2 separate regions of the Mus musculus genome follow, and region 1 is linked to region 2. The links are chromatin contacts, called in public Hi-C maps. All regions are on one chromosome and are shown on one strand. Each heading gives the region's core, a stretch centred on a gene start, on an enhancer-like site or on the middle of the called end of the contact. The rest is flanking DNA. Distances are from core to core; before and after follow the strand shown. Region 1 has its middle 110 kb from the start of Gm41205. Region 2 overlaps 4930434J06Rik (RIKEN cDNA 4930434J06 gene).

Region 1 (3,934 bases), core at 117-2,616, 400 kb before region 2:
TAGAGATGGCTCCCTTTGAGACAAGGGTGTAGGCTCCGAGCGCTTAGTGCTCTTGCAGAGGACCTGGGTTTGAGACTCAGGCCACATATGATGGCTCACAACTGTTAGTAACTTTTCAAAGAATCTGATGCCCTATTATAACTTCTGAGGGAGGCAGGCACACGTGTGGTGCACATCATACAGGCAAAATGCTCATATGCATAGAAAACATACCAAAAAGGGGGGGGGGGAGGGTTGAAACTATTATGGATGGCCACTAGATGGCAATAGTCTAACATACAAAATAGTAAATCTCTGAAAGGCAGGTCCAGGATAAGGTGTTGAGCAAGAGGCCTGTAATGAAAATGTAGGTGTGGTCTGATGTAGGTGTTTGTTTTGGCTCATGGGGTAAGTCGTAGTGGCTGCAAGGCCACCTCTCATAGAAGAGCAGATGTCGACATTGCCACCCTCCAGGGTCCTTAGCTCCTCTTCACACCCCTGGCCAGCTGAGGTAAGAGCCTCAGACTGGATATGAACACACCTGGTTACTAATGTGCCCAGGTGTGACCTCCTGTTTCCTCAGTAGGCTCTGAGGATGGGCATGTAGTTTCTCCTCATGTCAGGGATTATCTATGGTCACTAAGGGAAGGGCACAGTGCTGAGACTGGCATAAGCTATTCGGAGGAGTTTGCTTGACTGCTGGGAAAAGCCTGTATCAAGAAGGTCTTGCCAGTGACTCATGCACAGAATGAAGTTTACACAGTCTTTATTCTTCAAAACCTTGAGTGTGTGTGTGGGGGGTGGGCGTGGGGGGGGAGTGGGGAGAGGGACAGGGATGGAAAGAGGCACAAGGAGAGATTAAGAGAATGCTGTAGTGGAAGGCTGCAGCATACTGTTGGTGGGACCAGACTTCAGAAAAAGAAGGAGCTCACTGGGCTAATGGGCCGTGAGCTTGTTCCTGCAGGGTTTAAATTAAAAACTCATAGCTTACCTGGCAAAGAGAAGGGGGAGCATGAGCTGGCACAATGAGGACATTTTACCCGCAAAGAGGGAGCGATCTGGGGTCCCGGTCAGGGATGGTTGCTTGGAAGTCAGCATGAGTTAGTGACGGTGAGTGGGAAGCTATGGCAGGTTGCTGAACAGGAATGTGATCCTTCTGTTGTTTAAGGGAACTCTCAACTCTGGCTCAGGACTGGTAGGTAATTGGCAGCGGGGATGGTGGTATTTTTTTTTTTTTTTTATCCATAGTGCATGGCCTTGGTGTTCAGTGAATGCGGAACAGATACTAGCAGGAGCCTCAAGGACACCGAGGCCAGCAGAGGACCCCTCCAGGGAGGTCAGCTTCATTGGTGAGTGTGTGGAGCAGTCTGCTCCTCTTGAAGGCTGGCTGGGAGCCACCCACACTGAGCACTGCTTATCTAAAGGCTGCTTTGTTCAGTAGCTCAGCAGAGCATAGGAGATGTGATCACTTGCTGGGAATTACACAGGCAGACTTTGCCCTCTGCCACTTCCCATTCTGCTGATACACTTATTTGACAGTGCCTAAGGAACTCCTGAACCATCCTTTATCTCAACACAGGGTTATAGCTAGACACCATTGCTGCTCCAGCCAAATCTCATGCCTGTTGCTCAGGCCCAGTTACATGGGTCCCCGCTGTGCATGCATACACGGCAGAATGCACAAAGGGTCTGAGTTGCATGTAAAGAAGACAGTGAGGTTAGGTGCCAGGTAGGGCAAGGACACACAGAATTTAGAGATACAAACGCAATCTCCGAACAGAGTCACACCTTAATGGACACAAAGAGTGGGCCTAGTAGAAGCCTGATCCTGGGTTTCTCTGGAATCAGCTCAAGCAGATAGAAGGGAATACTTGGGTAGCTGGCAAAAGAATAGGCCAGCTGTCAGTGGATAAGCATTTACTGAACCCCAATTAGGCAGAGCATGAGTAAGACAAGCTTCATGACCTTATGGGTATGAAGACAGGAAACCAGCAGTTATAGTCACAGTGGTACTTACAGTAAAGCATGGACAATTGCGTTTTTGTTGAGCTGGTGGGATTTTGTGGTCACATTAATTTGAATTCACATTACTGATATTGATCAAAGCATGATCAAACAGCTGGCCCCAAACAACAGTCTTCCGCATGCCAACCAGGCCTGGGTGTGCAGGAGCTGGGCAGAGAGGTCCCTTCCTTTGTCAATGATGCAATGGCAGTCTGAACAAGCTGAGTACACTTGTCTCTCAGGGCATTGTTTTTTTACTCCTCATGCCTTAGAACTTCAAAACCCAGGGTAATTAGCCCCAAATGGGCCATTCTCATTCAAACCACTACAGCAATTCACAGGATAACTTCCTGTTTTCTGTAACAAGATGAGCATCTCAAATCCCAGAAATTTTGAATGTTGACATGATGTTCAAAATTTTTCTGGATTTTAGAACATTTGAGATTTCACACTTCAGGATTATGGATGCTGCTTAGCTGGTAAAGTCTATGCAAATATTTTCAAATCTCAAAAAATGAAAAGAAAAAAACCTCTTCAATCTTTATGATTTTGAGTATTTCAGACAAGACATACTCAACGAGCACTAATAGCTCCTCCTCTTAGACGCTCTTTCACCTGAACATCTGTTGGTGAATGCTTTTGATTCTCCTACTCTGCTTGTCCATGACCCAGGGAATAAAAGTTCAGGACAACACAAAATTATATATGAAACCTTGTAGGTAATGAGGGCTAGGATGAAGGAGAAAATGAGGACAGCACACGGTGTACCTGCAAATACAGCCCTAAGGTCACAACTGCGGCTGTTGGCCTCTGTTTGCTGCTGGCGGGCAGAGCTGCTGGCACCAAGCTCCTTCACTGATTTCCTGGATGGGATCAATGTTTCCGGACTACATTTCCTGGCCCCTCTGTAGTTTAAGGTGGTTTAGTGACAGTGTGTTTGTCTATGAGATGTGATGGGGAAGCCAAGTGTGCTATCGTTATACGCCTGGCTAGGAACAGCCTCTCACCCACAAGTCCCTGCTTCTTCTCCGTCTTCTGTGACAACCTTCCACACACTGCAGATGACAGAGCCCTAGTGAAAGCAACCTGTGCCCTTGTACTACCATTGTCACAAGTGAAACTTTTTTGTGTGACTTCCCTGGGATTTGAGGGGCTTTGTCTCGTAGGATATCTTGTATGACTTCAGCTCAGAATCAGGCTTAGCAGGCAGAGAGACAGAGAGGCTGGTGGGTAGATTGTCATAAGGAATCTCTTCAGAGTGTAGCATCTTCTGTCTGTTTGCCACTGTGAAAGAGAACAGCAAGCTCTACAAGAATGACAGTGAGCTTGAGAGACAGTTCACCGTGCTTTCCTCTCCAGCTCCTGACCTTGGGGAATTTCATTTGGAGTCAATTGCTACAGATCTTTCTTTTCTGGGACAGACGATTTATCAGGACCCTCCTTCTCTCTTTGGATTGTATAGGACAAGAACCCGTCTTTCTGACTTTTAGAGTAGTAATGAAGATGACAAAAATAACCAATGGTAGAGACAGCTTTTGTATGCACTCAGTGCTATATTAGGCATTATTATTAATGATAATAATTGGGACTTGAAGTCAACAAACACCAGGAACTAACAAGTGATCATTTTAAGTGTGACATTTACTCTCAGTGACATAATATTAGCTCAAATGATGGCATAATCTATTTTATGTAAATTTAGTAGATGGAGATTAAACTTTTTCTGCACAGACAAATTAGAGAGAAATTATTTTCAAGTCAAGGATCTTTAACTATCAGGTTCTTTATCTTATATTGATTGGTACTGAAAGAGAAGAGCTACTTGAGACCCAGAGGTCATCAATTAAGGATTGATTAGCCTAACTATGAAGTAACCTTGGGATGGAGGGAGGATGGAATTACAATGAATAAGTTACATATGATTAGGTACCTAGGAGCACAGAAAGGAACT
Region 2 (3,954 bases), core at 837-3,336:
GTTTTCCTTGCTGGACTTGACATTGCCTGATTGCATTCCACTGACATGCCCTCCTCCCGCTGAGTTGCTGAGATGGTCCCCTATCATTTCTGCATCCCAAGCTGGCAGGGTGTGTGGCTTTGCAGTGTCTTTTTTCCACTCCAAAAAGAATAGGATAGAACAGCTTTATGGATGAAAATCAGAGGCTCATGTAATGGGAAAGCCAGATTACTGCTTTCCTACCAAGGGAAAAGCAAAGCTTACCAACATGAATTTGTCCTCCTGTCTTGTCCCCTCTCTTTCCCTCCCACCTGAAATTCTGACTTTTTATGTGTGTTTTTGTCTTTCTGAGGGGGAAAAAAGATGTATATCTTGATAGAGCATTTCTAAAGTAGAAAGGGAGAACAAATAACAAAGGAACTGTCCATGGTACCCAACGGTCCTATTAGTAAATAATCCATTGACTGCTTGAGTCACAAAACTGCAAACAAGAATGGGTGACTAAAGACTCTTCAGTCATCTATTGGACATTTTGCAATAGATTGGACAATTGAACAGGTTAAAATTAATGGTGTACATCCTTCAAGACTTGCTGGGATTAAATATTCCCCACATTGTGTGATGGCCCAAAGCAAAACACAGCTTGGGAGGAGGAGAGACAACCGAGGTGAAGAGGCATATTCTGAAGCAAAGAACTTAAGGGAGTGAACTTAAAGAATACTGGGAAATGTTTATCTCAAAGTCTTGGAGGAGCAAAGACAGAAAAGGCATGCGGTCTCAGAAATAAGTCTTTCAACCAACAGAACTCTCTCAATTAAGAATGGCTGGCAACTAGAAGCAGGATCATATCCTACATTGTGGTAGGACATGCTTGAATCTATAGATTCAACTCTCTATAGATCAGTTTGCCACTTACAAATGCAAAACAGAGAAATGGTCACCCAACCCATGAAGTCATTCAGGGAATGGAACAAGATGGTATGGAATTCCAATACATGCCCAGATCCCATAAGCACCCAAGAATTATTAAGAGCTCTCTACAGCTCTTTGCTTTGATCAAGTCCAAGCTACAGGATTTATAAAGTATGCAAGGCATTTGTTTCTCCTGCTTCTCCACAGAAGCTTTTATTTTGTCCCTTACTCTTTTCTCCAGGGGGAGAGGGTAAGTGGAAGAAATGATGGCAAAAATCTAAGGAAGTGATCAGGGACTTGCTGGCATTTAATTACTAAGAGATGAAAAGACATAAGAGGTGGGGCTTAGAGAAGTTGCGGGAGTCTTTGGGGAGACGTGGAGCCTCTCTTTATTCATTTTATGCTGATATAAGAGGATTCCTGAGATGGATGACTTAAGGGCATAATTATAACGTATAGAAGTGCAACGCATAAATGTATTTTTCTGGATACTGATAAGCTCCCAGTCAAGGGACCCACATCTAGTGATAGTTTCACTTTCTTTGGTCATAGTAGAAAGCAAAATGATGAGAAAAGCGGGGAATGGGTAGTAGAATCAAACTACAGCTTCAAGCCTCTTTATCATTAGCTAATTATGGGGGGGGGACTTCATGACCTACACACCTGTTTACCTCATCTCCCACTACTGTTGAAGTGGAGGTTAAGTCTGGAGGCATAACACAACCATAGCCCATTAGTACTTTATGCTCAATATATAGCCAGCTATAGATATATGATAGTCATGAATTAGTTCTCAGAATGCAGTTCATTGTGATCCTACTACTGAATCACCCTCTAGTTTACCAGGAGAGCTAAAGTGCTAACGGTTCTGGTTATTTTGTGACACAGGTGGTCTGTGACAGAGATGATCTCATTTAAGATCAGCTGGCTCAGTCCCATGGATAACATGTAGGTGCTAGTGGGAGGCAACTATGAAAAACGCATTTTTTTTTTTCAGAATTTGCTGTGCTAGACAGGGATAGGCTGTGAAATCTCCTTTTAGGCATTCAATTTGTCAACAAAGATTTTGCTCAGGCCCCTCTATGAGAGTCATTGATTTAAACACTTTGTTGCTTTTGTGCAGACCTTATCCTATCTGTCTCAGGGCAGAGCCTGAGCTGAGAGAGAAGGAAAGTGTTAGGAGCTGGCTGCAAGGCTGACTGCGTGCATGTGGGGACTTTTCTGACAGACAGGCATTCAACCCACATTTACTGAGGCCTATCTGGCTCAGCATCATGATAAGCACTGCAAGAAACACAAAGATGAATAAAACATAGTCTCTGTCCTTGAGGATCTCACAGTCTAGTGGATAAGAGAATCAAATAAGGAAATACAAATAACACAAAGTGATGTTTTGAAATAGAGTGGTATAGAGTGTGCTCCTGGAGAAACTGTAACCTTCAGCAGGACGCGTGGGAAGCCAGGGCTCCCTAAACTGGTGCTTAGTAACTGGGAAGCCAGAACCAGGCTGAGAGGCAAGAGTTGGATGAAGACGTTGAAACCAGCCAGAAGCTGAGTGAGGGTGCCAGCAGCAGGGCCGGAGTGAGTCACAGAAATTCAGAGGGTGATGGTCAAAGCATGAGTCGTTGTTTTGGTTTTGGTTAATTTGGTGCATTTTATTTTGTTTTATAAATGTGAAGATCAACCATTTAGACAGTGGTACTTTACTTTGTAAGTCACAAGGTTAGAATCAAACTATGCACTTCAGCTAGACAGTGACAGAACAATGTCAGGAGTCTTGGAACTTTATCTTACATAGTCTGCAGTGAACAGACACTGTTTAAAAACATAGCAACCAGGGTTGTAAATTTTCCAGCATGGATTGTAGCTGCTCTGATTGTTCTGATGTGTCAACTTGTACCATGTTTAGTATTCTGCTCATGCTTAGTCAATGCTGACATTAAAAATGGCACTTAAACAGAGCTCCTGTATGGTACTTGCTATGCTAGTTAATCCCAGTGTGTGTGTGTATGTGTGTGTGTGTGTGTGTGTATCTGTGTACATAAACATGCAAATATGCATATAGAAATGAGAGCTGAATTGCGAGCATCTTTCCCACTCTCACTGAACCAGGGGAGTGCTGATTTGGCTAGACTGGCAGGTCAACATGTCCCAGGGTACCACTTATCTCTCTCTGCCTACCCAGGACAGAGCTTACACATGAATGCCACAGTGCTCAGATTTTGGGGGATGCTGGGGATCCAAACCCAGGTCTTCATGCCCATGCAGCAAAACACTGTACCAAGTGAGCTTTCCCCCCCAACCTGTTCTACTCTAAGCCTTGATCTATGTCCTGATAACCAGGAGGTTGGCTGAATCACTAATCTTTGGGAAGACAGAGAGAAGTACAAAGGGAATTTCTGGGGGCAGAGGAGAGGGCAGGAATGAAGCAGCTTCATTGCATACTTACTTAGAGTTTGACCCACAGAGGTCCTGCTGTTTCCCTCTCTATTTTAGAACTGGCCCTTTTGGACAGGACAACTGTGTTTCCTTCCTAGGAAACAAGATCACATTTCCAGAGGCAAATGGTTTCTTTCTTTCATTTCTCTGGTAGCCTCCATGTATCTAACATTCATTAATAAAGCTCCAATCCCTTGCCACAGGCATTTGGATTTGATTGAAGAGTTCAATATAAATGAATATCTAGAATGAACCATTTAGAAACACACTCCTCCCACAGTTAGGAGAAGTAGCTTCTAAAATGTCTACCTCTGTACAGGTGGTAAAACATGCTTCTGGGAGTCCTGTGGATCTTTTGGACATAGGCTCTGCATGACTTTGAAGGAGTTTTCGGGTCCTGATTCTTGTTTTCTCGTTATGAACAGCTGTCTGGTCATTAATCCAAGGGGTTCTTCTGATATGCATTTCCATTCATTCTCACCTATCACCCCACCAGAGGCCCAAAGCAACAAGGCCACTTCATTATGACTTGAAGACATCAAAGCAATTGGCTAAATAAACTGTTTCTCTTATAAGCTATTGGGCTCAGGTATTTTATTACAGTAAAGGGGTGCTATTTAATAT

Evidence for each region. Hi-C and Micro-C count contacts between places; a contact is called where the count stands out from the background.
Region 1: a contact with region 2 is called in a Hi-C map of cerebral cortex, with 4 times the contacts expected there. The contact joins two enhancer-like sites. A contact is called at or near these places in 2 of 484 Hi-C or Micro-C datasets (cerebral cortex and cortical neurons) and 1 of 9 other capture datasets (embryonic stem cells).

What each region holds. Positions count from the first base shown.
Region 1 is chr14:72,290,308-72,294,241 of GRCm38.p6, reverse strand. No RefSeq gene overlaps it. Among named protein-coding and RNA genes, the nearest start is that of Gm41205, 110 kb to the right of the region's middle. Within about 2 kb of position 1,366, at least 14 of the 459 cell types and tissues checked have an H3K27ac peak or open chromatin away from gene starts, as enhancers often do. A contact at or near this core is called in cerebral cortex, where this site is marked.
Region 2 is chr14:71,890,018-71,893,971 of GRCm38.p6, reverse strand. All of the region lies in intron 3 of 4930434J06Rik (RIKEN cDNA 4930434J06 gene), which reads right to left. Among named protein-coding and RNA genes, the nearest start is that of 4930434J06Rik, 35 kb to the right of the region's middle. Within about 2 kb of position 2,086, at least 2 of the 459 cell types and tissues checked have an H3K27ac peak or open chromatin away from gene starts, as enhancers often do. A contact at or near this core is called in cerebral cortex, where this site is marked.